Regions from separate parts of the Mus musculus genome. Here regions 1, 2, 3, 4, 5 and 7 are each linked to region 6. A link is a contact called in public HiChIP or PLAC-seq and promoter capture Hi-C data. All regions are on one chromosome and are shown on one strand. The core of a region is the stretch at or near the end of the contact, and the rest is flanking DNA. Distances in the headings are between cores, read along the strand shown.

The links. Promoter capture Hi-C pulls out the DNA fragments that hold promoters and counts their contacts. HiChIP or PLAC-seq counts read pairs in DNA pulled down with a chosen protein or histone mark.
Region 1: a contact with region 6 is called in a promoter capture Hi-C map of embryonic stem cells, with 6 times the contacts expected there. The contact joins the promoter of Kdm8 here to the promoter of Zkscan2 in region 6. A contact is called at or near these places in 9 of 39 promoter capture datasets (the 3T3-L1 cell line, cranial neural crest, embryonic stem cells and 3 more) and 11 of 115 datasets of contacts at active chromatin or transcription factors (VIP interneurons, astrocytes, differentiating embryonic stem cells and 7 more).
Region 2: a contact with region 6 is called in an H3K4me3 HiChIP or PLAC-seq map of embryonic hindbrain, with 17 times the contacts expected there. The contact joins the enhancer-like site here to the promoter of Zkscan2 in region 6. A contact is called at or near these places in 16 of 39 promoter capture datasets (the 3T3-L1 cell line, 3T3-L1-derived adipocytes, the HPC-7 cell line and 10 more), 1 of 484 Hi-C or Micro-C datasets (embryonic stem cells) and 4 of 115 datasets of contacts at active chromatin or transcription factors (differentiating embryonic stem cells, embryonic hindbrain, embryonic midbrain and 1 more).
Region 3: a contact with region 6 is called in an H3K27ac HiChIP or PLAC-seq map of embryonic stem cells, with 9 times the contacts expected there. The contact joins the promoter of Nsmce1 here to the promoter of Zkscan2 in region 6. A contact is called at or near these places in 6 of 39 promoter capture datasets (3T3-L1-derived adipocytes, cranial neural crest, embryonic stem cells and 3 more), 5 of 115 datasets of contacts at active chromatin or transcription factors (embryonic forebrain, embryonic midbrain, embryonic stem cells and 1 more) and 1 of 9 other capture datasets (embryonic stem cells).
Region 4: a contact with region 6 is called in an H3K4me3 HiChIP or PLAC-seq map of embryonic forebrain, with 14 times the contacts expected there. The contact joins the enhancer-like site here to the promoter of Zkscan2 in region 6. A contact is called at or near these places in 15 of 39 promoter capture datasets (the 3T3-L1 cell line, the HPC-7 cell line, cranial neural crest and 9 more), 1 of 15 datasets of contacts at CTCF or cohesin (large pre-B cells), 3 of 484 Hi-C or Micro-C datasets (CD8 T cells, bone marrow-derived macrophages and cochlea), 9 of 115 datasets of contacts at active chromatin or transcription factors (SST interneurons, astrocytes, embryonic forebrain and 6 more) and 2 of 9 other capture datasets (embryonic stem cells and liver).
Region 5: a promoter capture Hi-C map of stem cell-derived epiblast-like cells shows a contact between it and region 6, with 5 times the contacts expected there. The contact joins the enhancer-like site here to the promoter of Zkscan2 in region 6. A contact is called at or near these places in 9 of 39 promoter capture datasets (3T3-L1-derived adipocytes, embryonic stem cells, frontonasal cranial neural crest and 4 more), 4 of 115 datasets of contacts at active chromatin or transcription factors (embryonic forebrain, embryonic midbrain, neural tube and 1 more) and 1 of 9 other capture datasets (embryonic stem cells).
Region 7: a promoter capture Hi-C map of second pharyngeal arch cranial neural crest shows a contact between it and region 6, with 5 times the contacts expected there. The contact joins the enhancer-like site here to the promoter of Zkscan2 in region 6. A contact is called at or near these places in 9 of 39 promoter capture datasets (the 3T3-L1 cell line, 3T3-L1-derived adipocytes, the HPC-7 cell line and 5 more) and 1 of 115 datasets of contacts at active chromatin or transcription factors (embryonic forebrain).

The regions. Positions count from the first base shown.
Region 1 is chr7:125,442,784-125,446,131 of GRCm38.p6, reverse strand. It overlaps Kdm8 (lysine (K)-specific demethylase 8), which reads right to left and starts at 1,512. Exons shown (of 8, transcript NM_029842.5): 1 at 1,340-1,512.
Region 2 is chr7:125,422,637-125,425,805 of GRCm38.p6, reverse strand. All of the region lies in intron 1 of Gm30717 (a long non-coding RNA gene), which reads left to right. Among named protein-coding and RNA genes, the nearest start is that of Gm30717, 4.7 kb to the left of the region's middle. Within about 2 kb of position 1,620, at least 31 of the 459 cell types and tissues checked have an H3K27ac peak or open chromatin away from gene starts, as enhancers often do. A contact at or near this core is called in the HPC-7 cell line, where this site is marked.
Region 3 is chr7:125,489,665-125,493,076 of GRCm38.p6, reverse strand. Nsmce1 (NSE1 homolog, SMC5-SMC6 complex component) reads left to right here and starts at 1,634. Exons shown (of 8, transcript NM_026330.4): 1 at 1,634-1,664.
Region 4 is chr7:125,391,799-125,395,275 of GRCm38.p6, reverse strand. No RefSeq gene overlaps it. Among named protein-coding and RNA genes, the nearest start is that of Gm30560, 4.4 kb to the left of the region's middle. Within about 2 kb of position 1,440, at least 135 of the 459 cell types and tissues checked have an H3K27ac peak or open chromatin away from gene starts, as enhancers often do. A contact at or near this core is called in CD8 T cells, embryonic forebrain, embryonic limb bud and 2 more, where this site is marked.
Region 5 is chr7:125,470,680-125,473,706 of GRCm38.p6, reverse strand. Nsmce1 (NSE1 homolog, SMC5-SMC6 complex component) reads left to right here. Exons shown (of 8, transcript NM_026330.4): 3 at 1,478-1,599; 4 at 1,755-1,832; 5 at 2,448-2,594. Among named protein-coding and RNA genes, the nearest start is that of Nsmce1, 19 kb to the left of the region's middle. Within about 2 kb of position 1,601, at least 173 of the 459 cell types and tissues checked have an H3K27ac peak or open chromatin away from gene starts, as enhancers often do.
Region 6 is chr7:123,498,423-123,501,954 of GRCm38.p6, reverse strand. Zkscan2 (zinc finger with KRAB and SCAN domains 2) reads left to right here and starts at 1,329. Exons shown (of 7, transcript NM_001081329.2): 1 at 1,329-2,386; 2 at 3,183-3,369. The coding sequence starts at 1,988.
Region 7 is chr7:124,989,593-124,992,835 of GRCm38.p6, reverse strand. No RefSeq gene overlaps it. Among named protein-coding and RNA genes, the nearest start is that of Gm30501, 220 kb to the left of the region's middle. Within about 2 kb of position 1,890, at least 23 of the 459 cell types and tissues checked have an H3K27ac peak or open chromatin away from gene starts, as enhancers often do. A contact at or near this core is called in second pharyngeal arch cranial neural crest, where this site is marked.

The DNA of each region.
Region 1 (3,348 bases), core at 263-2,762, 1.9 Mb before region 6:
GGCCTGCCACAGAAGGGAGCAACTGTTGGTTTATAAACCAGTCTTTAACAGTGTACCCACACTAGCCTCTAAATTGGCTTCCCAGAGTACCATATAAAAGTTTATTGTGAGATGTATAAATAGGCTTCCAATAGTCAGGTATAGATGGCCTAACTGTGGAATTCACCACCTAAACCAGGAGACTATAAATTTAAGAGCCTAGACAAACAAAACCGGGGGTTATTGTTGGTAAAATGACACCCACAATCACCCAAACACAGGCCACATGTACCAGCCTCAATGGCCTCATATGTTCCAGTATAAGTTTCTCTCCCACAGTGCAACAGTTAATAGGCCTTAAAGACATCTTGCCGGCCATTGCTTTGCTTTTGAAGTTGGTAGGGGCTGTGTCTTTGCTTGCAAGGTGGCCTTCTGGTATTCTACATTCACGTGTCAGGCAAAAGGCACTGCTTTCAAGTAATGGCCAGGTGCGGGTTGCACAAAACGTTTCTCTGTAGCCTTAATTCTAAAAGGTCTTTAAATAAAGGCCCATTTGTTGGTGTACAAAACGACGCTTTTTGCGAAAGGATGTCACCCAAAGGGTGCAGGATCTAATCTGTGTGGTTCTATCTGGGCTTCCTAAGTGAACTAAGCTGCTCACACCAAAACCAAAGGAGCCAAAAACGGGGCCGAACGGAATCAAGCCTCGCTTCCTAAGTGCACTTTTTGGGGATGCATTACAGAAACCGGTTTTGGTTGCTAAGCGGGATGCTGGATGCCTTAGCATGAACAACAGTCTAGGGAAAGCACGTGCAGTCCTTCTCTCAAAGTACCCGGCTGCTCACGCCCTTCTGGACAGTCTGGATTGGAGGGCTGGCTAAGTGGCCTAAGAGAAGACGCCCCGACTCCCAGGAAGTCTTTGGTTGTTGCTGTGGACCTCTGTCCGCTTACGGGGGACAGGCGGACTTGGGCGAACGGGTTCGAGGATGGAGATTGGAAACAGGTAGCAGTGGCCGCAGCCATGCCTTCCGGACAGACGGCGCAGGCGTGGTTATGTGGGCCGGTCTCGCCACTAAACCTATCCTCACACTTGAACCACTAACCGAAGCCTAAAAGGGAAGGGCACGACAGTTGCACGCATGCGCTATTTGACATCCCTAGCAGCTCCTTCAACTGTTTGTGGGGAGCAGATAGCTACTACGCACGCGGCTTTTCAAGCAGCTCCCAGGCCTCCCAAGGCGCCTGCGTGAAACCGTCCCGGCTCGCCCGCGCCGGGCTTTAGCATGGCGCCTGCGCAATCCGTCCTTCACGGCCAGGCTGCAAGTCTAAGCAACTGCAGCTGCCTGGAGCTCCAACTAACCTCTCTGGCGCTTGGACTTGTTTGTGTCTCTCGTTGCTGGCGACGACTGGTTCCGTCCGGGCGAAGATTCTTCGGCTGGCTTTATCACCGACTACACCGAGAGCATCGATCACTTCTGACTCGGCTGATCGCGACGGGTGCCTAGAGGAACGCGGAGCAATCGATGCCAGGCCCCGCCCTCCTCCGGTTCAAAGACTTGGGAGGCTTGAGCTTTCTTTTCCGGGTCATACCTTGCAGAGCAGTTTGTCACTTGCGACTACCCAATCCTTCCAACTCAGATAATGAGTTCTCCCTATTTTACAGAGTAGGAAGCCGAGGTGGAAGAAAAATAGCCACATGATTTTAGAAGTCACGTATATAATTTGAGCCCACAAGTACTGCTTGCAGGACTGGTTTCCGTGAGTTGGCCTATGGTTTCTTTGCAGAGACAGACTATGTGGAGTGGTGTGGCAGTCAGTTCGAGTTTTGAGTTTCGAGCATTCTCTCCCGGTTGACTCCAGAGGTGCCTGGAGCAGCAGCAGCAAACGATTCCCTGCAGCGATCTGCTAGCCTTGGATTTGGAGTGTGACTTCTACTGGTCAGCAGGGATTGAGTCGGGATGTGGCACTCCTCAGTTTTCGTTTTCTCAGGAACACTGAATCGGTTGCTGCCACACCACTCCACACAGCCTGTCTCTGCAAGGAAAACATCCTTCCAATAGGACTTAGACAGAACTCCAGGATATCCCTTCATTCTCTGTGACAGGCCAGCATTCCAAAGTTCCATGCTTGGTCTTTTGTTTGTTTGTTTGTTTGTTTTTAGGGTGTGTGTGTGTGTGTGTGTGTGTGTGTGTGAGACAGGGTTTCTCTGTATAGCCCAGGCTGTCTTGGAACTCACTTTATAGACCAGGCTGGCCTCGAACTCAGAAATCCGTCTGCCTCTGCCTCCAGAGTGCTGGGATTGAAGGCATGCGCCACCACACCTAACTCATGCTTGGTTTAATAAGTGATTAATCGAACTACTTGTCCCCACTTATCAACAAAATGCTGGACAGCCAAATTAGGTGCCTGCATGTTGGTCCCCATGCAGCTGTGCACAGGCTGACACCCGGGGTGTAGTAGCTCTGACCTGCTATATTAGCAGGCCACCCTTCTATTTTATTTCCTGAATTTTCTAGCTTTGGATTTCTTTCCTGTGAAAGAAAAGCTCTAACTGGGAAGATGAGCAGTCGTTTAAGTGCTTGCTTTGCAAGTGTGAGGGCCTGGCTGTAAATTCTCAGTAAAAAGTCAAGTGCAGGGGCAAGCACCTGCAGTTCCAGAACTGGGGAGGCAGAGACAGGAGGGTCCCCAGGGTTTCTGTCCTGTCAGCCCAGCAGAGTCAGTGAGATCAAGGTTCAGTGAGAGATGCTTGTTTGGTTTTGAACCCCAGGACAAGGGACTCGGGTGCATATTTTACACACCAAAGCAGACCTGGCCTCCAGGTTCTCCCAGAATCCCTCAGTCCCTACCTGGCATACCCTGCTCCCAACCCTGAACTTTCTAGCGTGGGGGCTGGACTGCCCTTCCCCCCAGAAGCTCTTCTTCCCTATATAATCCAGACATTTTGGTCTCTCTCTTCACTCTGTGTGTGGGGCCCCTTTCTCTCTTTCTCCCTCCCTCCCTTCACTCTTCCCCTCCCTGTAACAACCCCCCGCCCACTACCCATGGCTCAACTTCCCTGGACTTGGGGCCAGTGAGCTTGCCCACCCAAGAACAGTTTTTCCAATAAACCTGCCTTTAATACAATCTAATCTGGCTTAAGTTGTCTCATTTCAGTGGTGGTGGCTTATCAACATTGTCTGAAAATGAGATGGAGAGCAATTTGGGAAGATACCCACCATTGACCTCTGACTTCCATATGTCCTTTCCCCCAGCCCCTTCTCTGTCAGCTCTTCTTGTTTAGTCTTCAGGGCACTTGCAGACTTTCTGACCACAAGCTCTCTACTACAATGATAAGCTATGGTCTTTTTTTTTTTCTCTTTTCGAATATAT
Region 2 (3,169 bases), core at 371-2,870, 1.9 Mb before region 6:
TCATAGCTGGTAACCTATCATTTTAGGCCTATGGTAAGATCTATCATGGTGGGAGCCCTTGGTGAAGGAAACCCTCTCTTATGGAGGCAGCTGAGGAGCAAAAGATACCACAGGAAGGGGCTAGGTCCCACTATCTCCTGTGAGGACACACCCTCCTCATTCAAGGCCTCTTGCCAGGCTCTACCTCTCAATGGCACCAAACCTTCAAGGGGACTCCAAACTCTGGCAAAGGTGAGCCAGACCTGATGGCACACACATGAGATCACAGCACTCAAGAGGCTGAGTTAGAAGGATCAGGAACTCTAGGCAAGCTTGGGCTACATAGTGAGACTATCTTAAAAATAAAATATCAGGTGTGGATGTAGCTCAGTAGCATGGGCTTGCCTAGCATGCACAAGGCTCTGGCTTCAATTCTCACTACTGCAAAAACAGATAAATAATCTTAATCAAGCAATCAAACAAAACAACATATTTAAGAACCAAACCCACAAAGCTGTAGCAATGATGTTTGGGATAGACTTGAGGGACATGTTGGATTCCTCTTAATTTTTCCTCCACCGGAGCTTTACACACAACCTGATATTTTGTGGAGACTTTTCTTTCCCTTTTCTTCACTTAAAGACTCTCTGTGAACCCCTGTAACCACGGGTAGCTAGAAGTGCTTCCAGGCAGACTTTCCTCCTCCAGTGTCCCCAGGATTAGGTGCTTCTGTTTGTCTTGAGTGGCCTAAGAGAGAGTCCAGCAGGCTGAGAGACTGGGCTAGGCAGCTCAGAGTCCTTATACATGACAGGCTTCCGGCACGTGCCAACAGACGATGCTCTCCGTGTTCTCAAGCCTCTTAAAGGCGGACACTGTAACCCATACTGAGGAGGAGGACCACGATTCACGCTCAGCACCTGCTGTGGATCACACATGGAATGCTCTCCACAAGCTCACGTGGTGGCCACTTGGTCTCCAATCAGTGCTGTTCTTTTGGGAGGCTCTGGAAACTTTAGAATATGGAACCTAGCTGGAGGAAATGGGTCACCAGGGGTGGGCCATTAGGCATATATTATCTCTGGCTACTTCCTTTCTTATTCTCTACTTCCTGTCAACCATGTTGGAGAACTAACTGCACTCTCCGGAGCCTGCCATAGCTACTACCTCTTGGGAAACCGGGAGGGGCGGAGAGAAAAGGGAGGGAGAAGAACAAAGAAGATGGCAGGGGATGATGGGAGCCCTGCCAGTGAGCCGAGCGCCCCCACCGTACCTTCTCTGCTATGATGGTCCAAACCCTCCGAAACTATGAGCCAAAAAAAAAAAAATCCTTTTTCCTTCAATAACCAGCTTCTGTTGGGTATTTGGTCATAGCAATGAGAAAGATGAACAATAGTCCCTCTTACCTACTGTACACTGCAGGGAACTCCAGGTATCATTGCTTCACTCTTGCAAATATATGAGCCCGTCCATGCCCCACCCCGCCCCTGCTGCAGGACCCAGCTCCTACCCATTGCTCTTGTCCTCAGTCAGCCTCAGGGACACTGAGAGACTATCCCCTTCCCTCCCTCCTTTCCACATCTTGTGTCTGTCTTTGGTTACCTTGGTCCTGGAGAAGAGCAGAGAGGATGGCAGGGGATGGTGGGAGCCCTGCCAGTTAAAGGGGTTATGCTGCAGCGGTGAGGGGGGGGGAGGCTTTGGTCTTTGGAGGTTTGTTGGGGTGACTAGAGAACTAGCTGCACCCTAAGGAGGTTGGCAAAGAGGTAAGAGAGAGAAAGCAATGGCTCTCCCTGGCAAACAGAAACCCACTTTGCTCGGTTTCAGAGGAGTGCTGGTGCAGCCGGAACTGAGCCCGGACTGCCATCCTGGGGGTCGGGACCTGACAGTTATTATGTGTGAGTGATGTCATGGGATTATTATGGTATGTTACGTGATTTTTGGAACTTCATGAATTGTCTCTTGGCTTAAAGCTAAAGAGGAGAACATCTGCTTCTTATTGTTGGAAGACTGCTGTCTCTGGGGGAGTGGGTAGGGATTCTGAGGAAAACAGCTATTCTCATGGAATTCAGAGAGGAAAGAGGAGCCAGGGTCAGCGCCTGACCACAAATGGTAGTGGGTCTCATCCATTTCCAGAGCCTGGTAGGTGGGTTGGGCGTGTGTAGTCAGCTCTGTTCTGTCCTCTCCTCCCAACCTCCTACATCTCTACCCCTTACTGAGTTCTCATTTACTCTCTGCTTCTCTGTGTGACGTGAGCAACTTATTTCACTTTCTGTGTCTTGGTTTCCCCACCTGTAAAATAGAAAACAATAATGCCATCTAATTCTGTTGTACAGAGGGTCACATGAGCTCTGCCATGTCACCTGACCTGGAGCGACAGCTTGATGGCCAGGTCTTTCTTAGCAATCATGAAATTATTAAAACAGACACAGATGCTACTAATGATAACTAGGTTCTAAGATGATTCAGTGGTCGTGAGGTCTACTAGTGAGTTATTAATCTAGTGACTGCAGTTCCCATTTCCTGTGACTCTTACAGCCAGGCAGCACTTTTCCTGGAAGGGCTTGACAGAGGGAGTGGGATGACAGGTTCAAATCTGTTACTTTCTTGCTGTGTGACTTTGGGCCAGCCCCTTAACCTCTCTATACCTCAGAAGTTGTAAAATGGGAAGTCACATGACCATGTGCTTAGCAGGAGGTTAGGTTGAAGGAAATGTTTCCTGTTACACTATTATTCTATTAGGCAGTCAGGCAAACGTCGGCCCAGCAAATTCTAAGAGGATTCAGATATGTTGGGATCTGACAGAAAGTCTGGTGAGAAAGCAGGACCAGGAATAGGAAGAGAAGAGGGAAGATATTCAGGATACGGCCCTTTAAGAGGTCCTTCTGCTCAGTAGTGACCCTATGCACCTACAGAACTGAGAGCAAGGGCCTCCTTAAACCCACAGGCTGGGCAGTGCCTTCCTTGCTTCCCAGTTCTCTCCTTGGAAAGAAGCCACACCTATCCACTCCACAGTAGTGAGATGCTGAGTGCAGACTCCATGGCAGCCACCAGCAGCATAGAGATGGACAGTACAGCAGCATAGTGTGGGAGTCTGCAAAGAGAACGAAACACTGCCAGGCTCTGGACGTTTCTCTTTAAATTAAATTTTGTATAGTAATACTAGTAAGGCCGCTGGATGTGTGAGCTTTGGGGA
Region 3 (3,412 bases), core at 385-2,884, 2.0 Mb before region 6:
TTTGTCATTGATAGTTCAGTTACCAAGAATTTATTATTCACCCCACCCCCAGTGGCTCACAGTTCATCTTCATAACCCTGTCCTCAGTTTGATACTATGGTTCTTTATAAATGGCCAGGATAAGGCTAGGGCTGGCGGAGTGCTTTGTCCTAGAGATGAGAGAGTTTGGGTTCAAGAACCAGGATTTGACCTTGGCCTTCCACCTCCAGAGATGAAGCTTTTAATGACCTCTGTATTGTTAGTCTCCCTACTCAGTTGAAGAGCTCTCCAGAAGATAAGAAGCTGTCCAAGACTCCAGGGGTGGTGAGAGGCCATGTATGTTTTCAGAGATTGGACTGTGCACTTCGTACGGTTGTATAATTAGTCACTTTTCCTGGGCGAGGCTGCATTTCCAGCTCTGAGACGTGCATCTGGAATTCTCGGAAAGGAAAAGCCTTGAGCAGGCAGAAGTGATTTCTTTGAAGTTACCCTTGTGGCAATTTCATCAGGCCTCACAATTCTTAGATGAGAGTGGCTAAGGCAGTACCACACCACACTTCTCGGCGGCCGTCCTAGTTTTCCCTGCACATTAGTAAAAAGTTTCTGCCCCAGGTAGTAAATGTCTCCGCTGACGTAATAAGCCAGATCATGCTGAATTAAAAATATAAAAGCAGGTTTACCGGGAGCAACTCTCGGGCAGTTTCAACGGTCTCAGAGAACGAGGCCAAAGAAGTCGCCATGAGACCCGGAGAAAAAGAGCCTAGCAAAAGAGAAACAGAAGGCAGAGCGACAGAGAAGAGAGTCCTAGGATGGCTGGGGTGGAGGCCTTTTCTCCACAACACGCACCTGGGTGAAGACTTAAGCAGCCGCTAGGTCCCTGAGAGCAGGCCAGAGGGGTCACCTGCATAGGAACAATTAGTTCTTTTAAATCTCTTATTCAGGACTGGTGTGTGTGTGTGATCGTCTCTTATGCTTTTTCCTCTGTGTGTGTGTGTGATCGTCTCTTATGCTTTTTCCTCTGTGTGTGTGTGCTGCATAGGAACAATTAGTTCTTTTAAATCTCGTATTCAGGACTGGTGTGTGTGTGTGTGTGAGATCGTCTCTTATGCTTTTTCCTCTGTGTGTGTGTGCCAGAGGTCTACGCAAGATGTGGTTCCTCGGAAGGCCTCCACTTTGTTTTTTGATACAAGGTCTCTCTTTGCCTGGGCAGCAAGCACTTTACAGATTACGCTCGCGGACCCCAGAACCGGCTGTTTTAACTCCACTTAGTAGCTCCATGAAAGGTCACCGCTCAACCAGTAGCGGCAGAGCCAAGTTTCTAGCTCAGGCCACAGGAAAACAAAAGCCATTCTTCGTCTCCAGTCTAAAGCCTGCAGTAGTTTTACTACGACACAGGCCGTGGGCCGTGGATCGTCCCGCCGTGGGTTCTCCTCCAGCGAGCGAGAGGCGGGGGCGGCGGAAGCCGTTCCGGGAAGTACGAAAACCGCGCGGGAAACCGCGTAGCTCAGAAGGCGGCTCACAGGTGCCAAGGCGCCATAGCAACAGAGCGGGCGGGGAAAACGGAAGTACTCCGCTGGTGAGCGGGAGAATGCGCGTAGCCCACCAGTAGGAGCTCCAGTCTGGCGATCTCTCCGCCCTGGAGGCGGGCTCCGATATGGCTTCCGGCGTGATCTCGCTGGTTTGCGGTACGTATGAAGGCTTTGGGGTGCTGCGGGGACCAGAGCGGGCATCTGTGGGCAACGGGATCGACCATGGGGTCGGCGCGGGCTTTGGCGCTGACGAGATATTGAAGCCCGCAAAAGGCAGGGGTTGGAACAGCTCTATAACAACATAAGTTGTTTATTTGTTAATTTAAATTTTAAAAAATTGTCTTTTCGAGACATGCTCTCACCATGTAGCCTAGGCTGACCTGGAACTCCTGTAGCTCCTGACTCCCGATCGCCTGATGGGTCAGGCGGAGAAAGTGTGCCTTGTCACTGACACTGTTTGGTGACAGCCACTTGTACCCTTCTGTTCAAAACGACCACACCCTCCCCTTGCGTGCCCCGCCTCCCCACTCCCCCCCCCCCTTTTTGTTTTGTTTGTGGAGCCAGCATTTGAAAGCCTGAGGCTAAATGTGTTCAGAATCATCCGTTTGTCCGATTTTGGAAAAGTATAGGATTCCTGTGCTCTGTGTTTTGTTGCATTTCGTACTGATAACCATAAATAACACCTCTAACCCAGACCAAGACTGGAGAAGTCTAGAGAAGGAACCTAGATCATGGTTTGTTCTGTCTGTCTGCCTATCATCTACCTACCTATCTAAGCAATCTATCTAATCATCTGTGGTTATGTTTTCTAGACAGGTTTTCTCTTTATTGCCGTGGTTGTCCTGGAATTCACTCTGTAAATTAGGTTGGCCTTGAACTCAGATCTGCCTGCCTCTATCTCCCATGTGATGAGATTAAAGGTGTACACCACCACTGCCCAGCAACCACGGTTGGGACTGGCAGTGCCTTAAAAGAAACTGCTTTTGCAGTACTGTCCGTCACTATCGCCATCACTTGTGTACCTTTGTAGCCCCAGCTCCCTCCTGGGGAACACTGTTCCTCATGAGGTTCTGGTGCGTTTCAAACCAGGCTGTGCCATCAGCGGATTAACACTGCCTAGCACAGGCCACCCATGCTGTACCCAAGCATTGCTTATTCTGTAAACGCCTTGGTTTTAAAGTCCTTTGAGTGGGCTGCACCTATCTATGGTTAATCCTCTCTGCAGAGTCCCTCATTGCAGATAGTTGCCATCCTAGCCACAAACAAGCATGGCTCCTGTGATCGGTTCCACACCCATTTTCTGACCCCTTTCCCCACATCACACCATTTGAACTTTTTCTGTACCACTCTTCTCTAATTAATATTTAAGTTGTCTTTAAGTATTTTTGTTTTGTAACATACTTATGAAGATAAAATGAACACCTCAGGTGTAGCACCACCAGATTAAGAAACGTATTATTCCATACCCCCAGCCCCCCATTGAATCTCCTCTACAAAGTTTCCCACTACTCTGAATTCTGTTTTCCTTGCTGTTGATAGGCCTCACTGAGTTGCTATGGCCCTGCCATGATCGCTGTGTACAGTTCTTTCTGTGTTTGGCATCCTTGTGAATGTGTGATTTGCTTTTTGCATATGGTGTGGTTTTGTGTGTTTGTGGTTTGTTTTGTGACAGTTTCTCTTTCCCTGGCTGACCTGGAACTGGCAATGGAGACCAGGCTACCCTTGAACTCAGATCTACTTGCCTCTGCCTCAGGGTGCTGGGATGAAAGGCAGCCACAGTGCCCAGCTTGCATGCAGTGTGTTCTGAGCAGTACCCATGTGGATGTGAGCAGCCTTGCTTTCTTTGTCACTGTCCTGGATTCCACGGTGTGATTTGAATCCCTTTATATGACTGTTACTTGGTT
Region 4 (3,477 bases), core at 191-2,690, 1.9 Mb before region 6:
GAAATACAGGTTTATCAAGAGCATCTACCTCAAAAGCTTACTGCAGAGATCAGTGGTGAGGATGTAAACAAAGTCAAGCGCTGAGCACTGAGAGAGCTGTACAGTCACTATGATCTCCCGTCTAGAGCCAGGGTCAAGTTCAAACGCCTTGAGGGATGGTCCTCATTCTCTCCTAGCTTCCTTGTCTAAGACTCCAGGTATGAAGAAGGGCCAGGGATGGGGCGGGGGAGCTGGGGCATAGTTGTAAACTTCTGAGTTCGAGGCGGCTTCCAATAAGAGCTTTTACATCGGTGTCCCTAGGCCAGGCCATCTCTTAGTACATAATCTTGTCACATGCAAATGTGCAGCCACACTGTGCATTTGCTGGCTGATCTGTTTATCACAGGTTGTTACTAGTTAGTGTTTGCCACGGTCTGGTCTCCTGGCTCTCTAGCACAGCCTGGCACGGAGGAGACACTCTCTGAACACTCTGCTGAACGGATGAAGAAGCTGGGGACTCCATGCCAGTGGCAGGCTGTGCCCCTTGATGTGGAGGAGCACAGAGGGAGACGACAGGTGGGAGGGACTGTGATGTCATCAGCCTCACCCACAGCCAGGGTCATCCCGGGGTACTCACTGGCAGGGTCACTTTGGAGAGAGCCTCCAGACACTTCCCACATGCTTTGTCCATGAGGCAGAGCCGAAGCCTGAAGTTCTACAAGGTCCAGCAGCTTAATACCCACTTGTTAGCTGGGTGCCTTTAATTCCTGAGGGTCTCTGGTTCCTCCTTGTGACACGGAGACACATAGTACTAACGTCAAAGATTCTGGCCATGAAATAAGCTCACCTATGCAAACAGCCTGGGAGGGGAAAGTGCTCAGTCTGGTATTGCTGTGTCCTGAGGCCAGGCTGCCCTTGAACTTGTGGCTCTATTTCTGCTTCTGCTTTCTGAATGCTGGGTTTGCAAGCGAGTATGAGCACTGTCATTCCCAGTGATTCTCTGGCACCACCAGGCCTAGGCTTCCTGGCTGCCTGAGACTTCTTCCCCGCAGCCTCCACATTGGACTAACCTGGCTCCATCTGGCCGCTGGGCTGCAGCAAAGAGCTTCCCTTGATGCTTCCACCAGGACTTAAAAAAAAAAAAAAAGGAAACCCTTTCTTGGATTGCTGCCCGCGGCAGACACAGTTTAAATTAACTCAAACCATTTTCTCTCCCCCCCACCTTTACTGATCCGTTTTCACGGAAGGGAATAGGAAGCCTTTTCAGAAAAGAGCGTTAGGAAGCGCTTATCTTTCTGCTCTCCAGAGGATGCCAGGGCAGGAGGTCCTAAGGTTTGTAGCGAGAGCAAGGAAGTGGCTTTTAAGGAGGAGTTTTCGGGAACTCGGTGCAGCGCACATCCCTAGGGAAGAGTGCAAGGTCCCGCCACACCGCCGCTGCAGTGCCACATATGACCGCTAGGGGGCACCCAGGCCTTATGACTGCTAGAGCCTGAGCGGCGTCCACGAGTTGAGACTGCGCGCGTGCTCAGGTTTGCGAGCCTGCGACCAGAGCCCGCGCTTGCAGCGGCGTCCTAAGTCCCTAGCAGGTCTAGCGCGGAGCCTCGCGCTCCTCTCCCTCCCTCCCACCCCATCTGTGACTCATTTATTCGGCTTTTCTCCCTTTGTTTCATCGAACCTATGTGCAGCTCCCCTCCCTTTCTCTTTCCCTTCCTTCTCCCCTCCCTCCCTCCCTCCCTCCCGTCCTCTCCCGATTTCATTCCTCCATTCCCTCTGCACATCTCTTCACAGTGTCTTCCACCTACCCATGCACCCTTCCGCTCGCTCTCGCGCTCCCGCCTTTTCTGCCCTCCTACTCTCCTCTCTTTCTGGATTTGGCCTGAATAACTTCAGATTTCCTGCCAGTCGACTTCGGGTAGTGGGCAGCTTTTCTGCGCCTTAGACCAACCTTCGCGGCTCCGTGAGGCTGTGTGGTGAGGGTCCGCAGTGTACAGGGGACAGTGCATGGCTCCCTGGATCCGGACTCCAGCTGTGCCTAAGCTCTCCAGAAAGCTTTAAAACATTGCTGAGCTCTGGGCTAGGTTGTTGGATAGTAGATAAAGTACCTGTTGACCAAGTGGGAGTCCCTGGCGTCCCCCCCCCCCCCCAGCACCACAAACACAGTTTTAAGTTTTGGGAGTCCTGCGCTCTCTGCCCCCCCCCCCTTTCCCCCTAAGGCACAGCTTGTAACATAGAGTTATAGTTGGAGGCTGAAAATGATTTTGAGTGTTGACAAAGGGTGTGAGGGGAACCCATTTGCTTGGGATTCGGATTCAGTGCTGCGCTCTTTCCACCCTGTTCCAGGAATTTGCAGGTTTAGCTCCAGTCTCATCTCCTCCACCCCCAGGCCAGCACCAAGCAGCAAGGCTGTGCTCTGGAAGGCCTGCCTGTCCTGGCCACATTCCATTAGCAAACAGCATTTCCTCTGTTCCCCAAGCTTATCTGTGGGTCCTCTATGGTGCTGGGGGTTCCCAGTGGGCAGAGCTGGGGTAGGACACCGGAGGCCTGGCCTGAATCTTTGCCCTCTCTTTCCTGCTAGTTTTGCCACGAGGACTTCTTTGGCTCAGAGCCACCCACATAGTTGCCAGGGGAGAAACTTCCAGAGCCGGGCCCAACAGCTGTCTTGGAGGCCTTGCTGGCCAAGACTGATTCCTGGGTGTGGCTGCTCCTCTCTTGGGAGGAAAGTAAGTAGTTTTGGGGTCCAGAGTCATCTAATGAGTATTAGAAAAGCAGATAGGGGTGGGGTGGGGGCTACGACTATTTGGCCTAAGAGGTGATGGGGGTGGGGCGGATGAGGGAGAAGTTGCCAGTCCTTTCCAGGTGGGAAGGTGCAGGTGTGAGTCCCAGCCAGAGTTTTCAAGCTGTGCTCCTGTGACAGAAACATTTCAGAGTGGTCCCCGGTATCCTTTGCATGGTGGGACAGGTCCAGTATAGTCTTTTCTACCAGAACCAAGCAAGCAAGGCTTGGGAAGGCTTAACGAATTCCATGAGGTCACTGTTCTAGATGGTACTATTGGCATATTTTATTCTTTTCCTCTTCCTGAGTAAATCTCACTTTCCAGCCGTTTGCAGTTAGCTAAGACTGTTTATTTTGTTCCGGCAAAGGGAAGTGGAGGTGAGAGTAAACCTTTTCAGTCCAAAACAGGAAACTTCCTCTGTGTTCTCCTAGGCTCCCCCCCACACCCCCGAAACTGTTGTTTGAGCCTGGAGGACATCCCTCTGTCATGTTGCCCAGCCTGCAGTAGATGTGCGTGCAGACAGATGATTCTGGGTACTGTTTGTTATTGCAGCAGATCCCAGCCCACCCTGACTGCTACATCACATAGCTAGGGAGAGATATGGCTGGAACTGGAGTTTAACCCTTTCTGACCCTGGGTTCTTCTCTTTTTGCCTCAAATGTAGACTGGGGGAAGGTGTGCAGGTCAATTGACTTAACGGAGTATAGTTTTTCTCTCCACGTTT
Region 5 (3,027 bases), core at 352-2,851, 2.0 Mb before region 6:
TCTGAGTCCTGGCTTCCTCCTCCCGCATCATTGTTTTCCACTTAATAGCTGATACTGATTTTTCATTTAACTTGGATTTATTAAACAAAGGGACAAAGAGCCACTGCAGCACATGTATGTTGCTATTACTGTGAACCCATGAGTCTGGGTCTTTGTTTGCCCTTAATGTTGCATGTCTTCCCCTGCTACCAATATTACCTTTTGTCTTTTAAGCTGGCTTTATTTTTGTTACACAGTGTTAGAAATGCCCACTTTCTGTAGGAAGTGAGACTGACCCTTTAGATGAGTCTTCTTTCTAGTGCAAGCCTTAGTAAGCTTAGTAACATAAATGGTGGCATGGTGTCTGTTTCTGTTTTTGTTTTTCCTGCAGTTTTTTTCTCAGTGGTTCTGTTTTTTGTTTTTTTTTCTTTATTTAAAATTTTTTTTTGCTTGTTTTTTTTTTGTTTTGTTTTGTTTTTTTTCATGACAGGGTTTCTCTGTGTCGCCCTGGCTGTCCCTAAACTCAGTCTGCAGACCAGGCTGCCTGTTAAACTCTGAGGCCTACCTGTGCCTCCCGAGTGCTGGCGTTAAAAGGCGTGAGCTACCACTGCTGGGCTTCCCAAAGTAACTCTAAAGTATAAATCCTTTGACATTATTTTAATAAGTGAAAACAGGTATACTCTGGTCTTGAAAGTATCACACTGCAGATCGGTAATTCTAGTGTATGAAGCTGGCCGTATGCCTTCACTGTGTTAGAGCAGGTTCTGTAGCCGACAGAGGGGCTGACTCTCCAAGCTGGGATGTGTAACACATGCCCTCTCCCTTTGCATCCTTTCCTGGTCTTTCTCACCAGCTGTTAGTATCTGTTCACCCAAGCCCCCTGCTTCTGGACCTTTTCCCCTCCTCAGACTCATGGCTCTCAAAAAGGTCCCTGTTGGTGGCCTCCTGATGGCTGGTGGCCTCCTGATGGTGGCATAGCAGGAGCTTCCGCTAGAGCCAGGCTCCCACAGTTCACACCGTCTCTGCCTGTGCTCAGAGCTGCCAGGGCCCGAGAAGGGCCAGTGGGAGGACACTTGGGCAATAGCTGCTTGGATTATGCTTAGAACAGGGCCTCTTCTGCTGTGAGTGCCTCACTTACCCTGTTGTGGCTCAGGCCTGGGCTGGCCCAAGGCCTTCAGATGTGTCCTGGCTAGCTTTCTAGGAGGAGGGAGCTGTGGAGGGCCACTGGTGCAGCATGAAGCCTTGGGGAAGAGGAAGGAAGGCTACTGTCTCAGTGGTCTGAGATAACAATCTTGTCCGCCTTTCTGCCTCACTACACCATCTGTCTCAGCTTATCTTTGAGCACTCCGGGAAGAAAGAAACCACAATATTGGCATTGGCCCAAGAAAGCCAAAACATTTCTGTTGGGGCTGCTAGTGTGGTCAGGGGCCAGAGATTGAAACAGGCTGTGTGTGCTTTTTCGACGAATCCACTCCCATCCCTGCCTGCTTATTTCCAGGAAATGCGACTGTAGATAAGCTGGAGGACTTCATCAACAACATCAACAGTGTCCTGGAGTCTCTGTATATTGAGATAAAGAAAGGAGTCACGGAAGATGATGGGAGACCCATTTATGCACTGGTATGCGAGGCAGCGCCCTCTAGTGGCATTTTGAGAAACTGGCTCAGAGGGCTCTGCAGTGGCTCGTGCGGGACCCATGCTTCTGAGAGAGGGGTGAGAAAGTGATCAGCTTTGTGGTGGACACGTGGCCTGATCCTTATGTGGTTTATTTTTAGGTGAATCTTGCTACAACTTCAGTTTCCAAAATGGCTACGGATTTTGCAGAGAACGAGCTGGATCTGTTTAGAAAGGCTGTGAGTACAGTACTCATTGCTACCATATGCAGCGTTTCTAACGGGAGGAAATAGAAACGGCAATTGTGGAGGCCACTGTCATGCTTCCCAGCTTCCTGGGTCTCACAGGGAGTGACAGGCCTTAAGCTACCTGTCAAACAGAGCACCTGAGAACTCGTGGGAGTGCATGGGTCCCAGTCCCTGGCCCAGAATGCTCCAAACCCAGCCCTGCACTTTAATGAGGCGCTCACTGGACGGTTTGTCCAAGCTTTGTAGCAGTGTGCTCAGCCCATGTGCCACACACCTGGCTAAGACGTTCTGAGTCCTGGGAGCACATAGCAGCTCTGGGGAAGGTGGGAAAGGAGCGCCCCTCTCCAGTTTCAGCTTGACTGGGCCCATCGAGGCAGGTAGACTTTCTAGTTTAACCATTTTGTGGTGCTCCTAGGCTGTCTACAGTGTGTGGAGAATAAAGCTAGGACAAGGGCCACAACCTGTGTGCACATTGGATACCTAGCACCTGTCGTAGGGATGTGCCTGGTGTGGGTCCATGCAGCTTCTCCTACCAGGGCTGGCTGGAGGCTTAGGTGTCGAGTTTGTTATTCAAATAGATGAATAAGGCACCTCTTTCTCTTGCAGCTGGAACTGATCGTTGACTCAGAAACTGGCTTTGCTTCTTCTACAAACATTTTGAACCTAGTTGATCAACTCAAAGGGAAAAAGATGAGGAAGAAGGAGGCCGAGCAGGTGCTGCAGAAGTTTGTGCAGAGCAAGTGGTTGATTGAGGTACCCTGGGGCCTCCCCGTTCACTCAGGAGTGCACAGTCTGTGTGCTAGCAGTTGAGCCCGGCCTGTCTGTGGGCCCTTCTCTATTGTAAGCTTTCCATGACCTCTGAGAGGAGAGCCTGTGTTCCCTGACTTTCACATGGTCTGTCTTAAGTGCTGCAGCCACAAGTGGAAGAGGCTGGAATCAATGGAAGGCTTATCAGATGCCTTTCAGAATGAAGTTGCTGGCTGTCCCTTCTGTAGACAGCTTGGAGCTGCTGCAAGCGTTTTCTTTTTTGTTGTTTGTTTGTTTTGTTTTGTTTTTTTTTCAAGGCAGGGTTTCTCTGTGTAGCCCTGGCTGTTCTGGAACTTACTCTGTAGACCGGGCTGGCCTCGAACTAAGAATTCTGCCTGCCTCTGCCTCCCAAAGAATGCTGGGATTAAAGGTGTGTGCC
Region 6 (3,532 bases), core at 80-2,579:
TCTCCCTAAGTCCAACAAGCCTTCAAGTTTGTGACCTTGAGCTGCTGAGATGTGCACCTGGCTTAATACCAACAAGAGGGCCATGTACATAAAAGACCCTATTCTCATCCCATGACTCCCCATCACCTTTAGCGCTTGCACCACCCTTACTGAGGTCTCAGCGCCCTAAACTCTAAAATAGAGACAACCTCATCCTCTCTATGGGATTCTTGTGAAGGCCAGTCTTTGCTCAATCCCCACTAGAGGTCTGTCTTTTGGATCTCATCCTTAGTACTACTTCTTCCAAGAAATTCACCCAGACCTCTTACCTAAACCAAATCTTGAATGTGTTTCTCTTCTTGGAAGGATTCACCCCAGGTATACAGAACTTTATTTGTAACTACTAATGATAGGAGATCTTGTTTTGCTTATCACCTACCACCATGTCTGGTAAGAAACCAGTACTCAATAATACTATCTTTAAATGCAATTAAAACAGGCTGTGTATTGGCTCCATCTCTCCCGTGGCAGATACTAACTAGATGCACCCGCGGATTATTCCGTTCTGACCTTCCTTCAGTTTATGCCGTGCCATTTATCCTTATGGTATTCTCTATGCCGCTTCGATGCTAGAACTAGCCAAATCATGGCAAAACCTTTGAGAAATAAGTCATTGGTCTGTTTTCTAATAAGCTACCTGCCTCTGAGAATAAGAGTTGTGCTGCCCACTAACGATGCCAAGAGCCTAAAACATTGTCACAAAGTAGGCACTTACAGGACAGACATTTATGAGCCAGCAGGCTCTGAGACATCTAGCTATGAAGTTTTGCAGCAGTAGGGGAATCTAGGCCCGGTCCTATTAGGTCCCAGATAGCCCGTTGGCTACTCAGACCTCAGAGCCTTGGGTAATTAAGAGATTCCCCAAAATGAAAATAAGCCTTCTCCTGACCATACATTTGAACAGAGCTAGCCACACATCCTTCCTCAGGAGTCCTGGCTCCAACCAAGGCTCCCAGACAGTAGCAATCCATGCACAGCCAGATGCTGACTGTAATCCCTCCGCCAGTTGTCACAAAGAAGTCCCTCCACCCGCAACCCCAACACACACGCGCGCACCCCTTCCACTAAAGAAATTACTCCAGCCTCCCGCAACGTCTGCCTGGCCTGAGGCAGGACGCTAGCTCGCGTCCTGCTTCACAATCTCTGGAGGAATAGGATCAGACCTCAGCGTGTCCCTCCGCCCAGAATTTCCCTTCACCCTCATTCCTAAAGTCCCTCGGCGGCAAGTCGCGGTGCTGCGCGCTCTCGCGAGATTCCTCCACGCATGCCTTCCCGCCCCCCTCCTTGCCCGCGAGGAAGCCTCGCACGGACCCCGGTCGCGAGCGGCGCATGCGTGGCCGCGGCTCCCAGCGCCCCCCGCGCTCTGCGCTGGCGGAGCTGACAGGGCAGCGCGCCAGCCGTTCGCCGCCCCCCGCGAGGCCTAGCCTCATCCCGCAGCTTCTTCCCCTCTGGCCGAGGTTCTCGGCATCCTCGTGCGGAGGAACCCCGAGCGCTGCAGGCGCCGCTGCGAGTCCGGACATTCCTGCGCTCGCGCCCCTGGTGGGCACCTGCAGCGGCCTGGACCTGGACCAGGACCCCAGGGCTGGCCGCGCCTCGCGGACACACCCCCTCCCGATCGGCGCCTCCGCCCAGCATCAGTCCCCTGGGTCCCCTTCCAGCCTAGCTTCTAACCTAAGGTCTTTCCGACCTTGCACCTTAAAGAACCTCATGGGAGGGGGCGCATCTTGATTGGATAAGAGGCCGGGTTTGCAGACTTTGGGGTGGGTGCACATTCACCCTTTCAAGAGCCTTGTACAAATTTGATTAATCAGCCTGGAGTTCCTTGTCCCAGCTAACTGCTGTCTTTTATGTCTCTACGGTCCCATATTTCCAAGGGCATTAAGTGGAGGGCACTCGGAAGCTTCTCTGGGCCCTGACTTGGAGCTAGACCTGTTGGCCCCATTGGATCATGGCTACTGTCATGAACCCTCAGATCGACGTGGAAGTTGAGGAGTGCCTCATAATGAAAGTGGAAAAGGACTCCGAGTGGGTATCGGAGCCCATTCTGGAAAGATCAGGCAGCACTGAATGTGAGTCCTTCCGTAAATGCTTCAGGCAGTTCTGTTATGAGGATGTGACAGGACCCCATGAAGCTTTCAGTAAACTCTGGGAACTCTGCTGTCGGTGGCTGAAGCCAGAAATGCGTTCCAAGGAACAGATCCTCGAGCAGCTGGTAATCGAACAGTTTCTCACCATTCTGCCTGAGAAGATTCAGACCTGGGCGCAGAAGCAATGTCCAGAAAGCGGAGAGGAGGCGGTGGCCCTAGTAGTGCATTTGGAGAAAGAGACCAGAAGACTTCGAAAGCAGGTGAGCGAGGATTTTAAAGGGATGTGGTGGGAAAGGCAGGTGGGCAGGGCTACATTTCTGGAAGAAGAGCTCATTATAGAAATAAATGGGACTTTTAAAAGATCCGGAAACCAAATTCCCCAAAAAGCAGATTTGAAATTCATACTAAATGGAGGAGAGAATTTTGGTTGAACTATGATCTTGCAAATTAAACTAAAAGTATGGTTTGTTTGTTCTAATCCTCAGTATAATGTTTCTACCAAAACGATAGAGACAGTATTAAATAGCTAATGCCTCACAGGGTTTGGTGGGAGAGGGAGATCTCATGGATCTCCAGAGCCCTCCCTAACCCTTACCATTCCAGCAGGTGTCCTGTGAAATACTCTCTGTGCCGTGCTCCTCCGCGCTCATCCAGTTTAACGGCCAGATCATCATTTTTCTATGTCCCTGCTTGCCGGTCTGTAGTTATTCTCAGCGCCCTCTTGTTAACCGTGTGAAGTCCTCAGTGTCTGACAGGTTTACAGTCTCACCTTGCACAGGGTGTGCTCAGGAGTTGATTTTGTGATTCTTCACTTCACTAGTGTTCTGATTAGTTCTCTGTGCACCTGATATATAAGAGGACTTTGTAGTAATGACCCCTCAAAAAAATACACAAATAAAGAGCGCTCTCCTTTTCCCATATTCCCAAATGACTGTGAGCCCGCTTCCGTCCGTGGAGATCCTCTCCCCCCTCAGTTCTCCTGCCCTTTAACGTCTCTGTTGGGACTGCAATTCCTTTCCTCCGATTTTCTTTGTTGATGTTGACTTTGTTTTGCAGGTCAGTAGCCCTCTGCCTTCAGAGAAGCAAGCCCCACCTAGAACTGTGTGGGAAGTAGCTGACTTTGAGCCAGAGCAACTGGAGACCCAGCACAGGGTTGTTTCTCTGGAGGAAGCTGGAAGCCTCCACTCAGGACACCAAGAACAGCTGAACCAAAAAAGGGAACATAGGCCATTACCTAAGAATGGTAAGGACTCAGAGTACACCAGGTCAGAGACCGTGTAGTTTATACTGTATCCCTAACACTATGGCTCACTCAGTAGAGGTCCCTTCAATATCCATTTGACAAGTAAATTGAATATTTGAAGTAAATTTTTCATCTATTTCAAGAATCAGAATTATTTACTACC
Region 7 (3,243 bases), core at 641-3,140, 1.5 Mb before region 6:
CCCTGAGCCCTCTCCTCTGTGCCTCTTTGATCTTTCATGTTTTGTGCAACTGTGGTATGAATAACCTAATAACATCAATGGTACACGGAGGGTGCAGCAGACATCATATGGAACCCTCAGTGGGCACACTTTTATTGCACCCTCAGCTGCACCTATCACAGCTGCATTTGGGGAATGTCAAACATTCAAGCTCAGAGAAGAGAGAGGACTTGCCAAGCTCACATAGCTCCTTGGCAGAAGGATCCAACAGTAGCCAGGTAGCAGGTCCTTCATGGCTGGACCTGCTAACCCTAGAGCTTGGCATCACAGTTCTTGAGGCCAGCAGGGCATGCGCCTTGAATATGTTTTGCACACATTTTTTTCCCCTATAGATCAGTGCTTTGGTGTTTTTTGATTTTTTCTTCTATTGTACCCCATATTTTTGCGCTACATAGTTTACTAATTGCACTACACATTTTAATATAATGAGTAGAACAGAGATCTGCTTGAGAAATGTAACCTTTGGAGGCTCACACACCTTGGTGGTATGTGAGCCATAATCATTGTTACTCTGAAGGTCTGCGCTGTCTAAGATGCATGCTGTGTTACATGCAGGGAGGGTCTGCCCTATTCTCTCTCCGAGTCACAAGCGATTTGACTATACTGATTAAGCTTATGTAGTTCTTTGTTTATTAATGTAATTTATTTGCTATCACCTTTATAAGCAGTGTTGGGAATTGAACCTAGGATGTGTGATTGCTACACAAATACTCTACCACCGCGATACAACTGTAGCCTATTTAGTTTTAATTTCCTGATTAGCACATTAATTATGAATATTGCATCTGGGATTGAATTTGGTATCCCCACACACGCATCCAGGATGCTCTGATCAGTTCCAACCTCTCTCTCCCTCCCTTTCTCCACCCTTCTTAGCCTCTAAGAATCAGGTTGAATTTATTTTTATTTTAGCATCCAAGTCTGAGAGAGAACGCGAGGTTCCTGTCTTTCCATATCTGGCTTAGTTGACTGCTCAGTTGGGCCTCCGGTTCTAACCTATTCTCTAACAAACAAGACTGTTCTTTCTCACAAGAAACACTCAATTGGGTGTGTAAACCGCCTGGGCTGGCTACATAGTTTCTACCAGGTGAAAGAAGTGAGAAGCAGACTGAGAGATTTTCTTGAGTTAGTATGTAGTAATGAATGACAAGTTTGAAGTCAAGCTGTCTGCCCCCCACCCCTACCCCACCCCCACTCCCTGAGTTCAACCCTTTAACGGTGACATCGCACCACCCATCATTGGTGTGAACTGTTTGGACTGCCTAAGGTGTCCGAGTGTTTTCAAAGCAAGAGAAGCAGCTTGTGACCATCCTTCTCAGTAGACACAGGGGAACCAAGGCCTGAGACAGGAAGGGAGAAGCCTGTAGTCTCCTGGGCAGGAGGCAAAGAGCACAGGTCTGTGTGGGAGTGCAGACGCTAGCCTTGGCGAGTACGATAACCAGATCCTCCCTCAGCTGCAGTTTCCTTGGCCTTTGGAGAATTCCTTTCTCCCTGTAGGGCTGTGATGTTCACATTCGCACACACACTCTGCAGACGAAGTTTTTATCTCATTAGTCAAAGAAAAAGTAACTTCTGAACTTGGTATATCTGTGTGATAGACTTCAAGTAAATTGTAGTTTTATTTATAGCTCCCTGTCTTCCAGAAACTTAAGCGGCAATATGTTATTTGGCTCATAAAAAAATAAAATAAAATAAAATAAGATGACACCTCGGGCAGCACTGTAACTAATTAGGGAGGCTTCGAAACTGCTGTTAATTCCAGACTCTAAAATGCGCACAGGCAGTGCCAGCAGCCAGCCCCGCGATCCCGAGGAGGACTGCCTCATGCAGCTGCGAAGCTCAGATTTCACATTAAGTCAAACAATTATTTTGACGGGTTGAGTGAGCTCCGCAAAGTGCCATTATAATAAAATCCTTCAATTGCCTTGCTGAGGCGCTGGCACCGATGGGGGAAGCTGGATGATGGCGGGGCCTCTTAGAAAGCCTGGCAGCCAGCATCCTCCTCACTCGGGTGCTGCCAGACACTTATTGCAGAGGATTTTGTGAAGCATCCAGAGCTTCTGGGACTGGAGACAGGGCAAGGTGTCCTCAGGAGTGACAGCAGTAACTGAAGGCAGCCAGGGTTTCTTGCTTTGATTCCTCTTTCTTTCTTTCTTTCTTTCTTTCTTTCTTTCTTTCTTTCTTTCTTTCTTTCTTTCTTTCTTTCTTTCTTTCTTTCTTTCTTTCTTTCTTTCTTTCTTTCCTTCCTTCCTTCCTTCCTTCCTTCCTTCTTTCTTTCTTTCTTTTTTTTCTTCCTTCCTTCCTTCCTCCCTCCCTCCCTCCCTCCCTCCCTCCCTCCCTCCCTCCCTCCCCCTCCCTCCCTCCGTCCCCCCTCCGTCCCTCCCTCCCTCCTTCCTTCCTTTCTTCCTTCCTTCCTTCCTTCCTTCCCTTTTCTTTTCCTTTCTTTCCTTTTTCCCTACTAGCATTATTGCTATTTTTTGTTTAATTTGAAGTAATTTTGAATGTGAAAGAAAGTTACAAAGGCAAGATCAGGGATGAGAACTCTTGGGCAGCTTCAGCCCCTACCAAATTGTGAATCTTATACTTAACCAGGGTGAGTTTCCTCCAGACACTGAGGATACACTGCTAAGAAATACATGACACCCCCATTGCCTTGGAGTGCAAGTTAGGGGTGAAATAGAGTCAGACCATGCCGTGCAGATGGTCACAAGCATCAGCTGTGTTAACTCCTCAGGAGGGCAGGCAGCCACTGCTTTGCTACAACTGGGTTCATGATTCATCATGGGAATTGCCTCCAGTGCTCTGGACTCTAGAGAGTAGAAAAGGAAGAAGAGACTATAGACATGATCATCTGAGATCTGACAGAGCTGGCTCCTGTTTCCATGTGCTTTGCATCCAGTCTCTCAGTTCAACTGTGGTAGAAAGGAAGGATCTCTTCCCTTGGTCTAACCTGAGCAGGGTGCATGCCTTTAAAGTTTGTGAAATCTTGTTAGAGAATTAAGGGGTGGTGGTACGGGCATTCGTTCATCTGCATGATTGCAGGACCATTGTGACAGAGCCTCATCTGGCATCTATTCTAGTCCTCAGGGATCAAGTCACTCTGCAGCCAGGCTCCTTTTATCAGGACCCTGGACAGTGTTCTCCGTTGGGTCCTGCAGTAGTATGTCTCTTGGGATTTTGCATTTTGCTTCTGCTGGGCTTCTT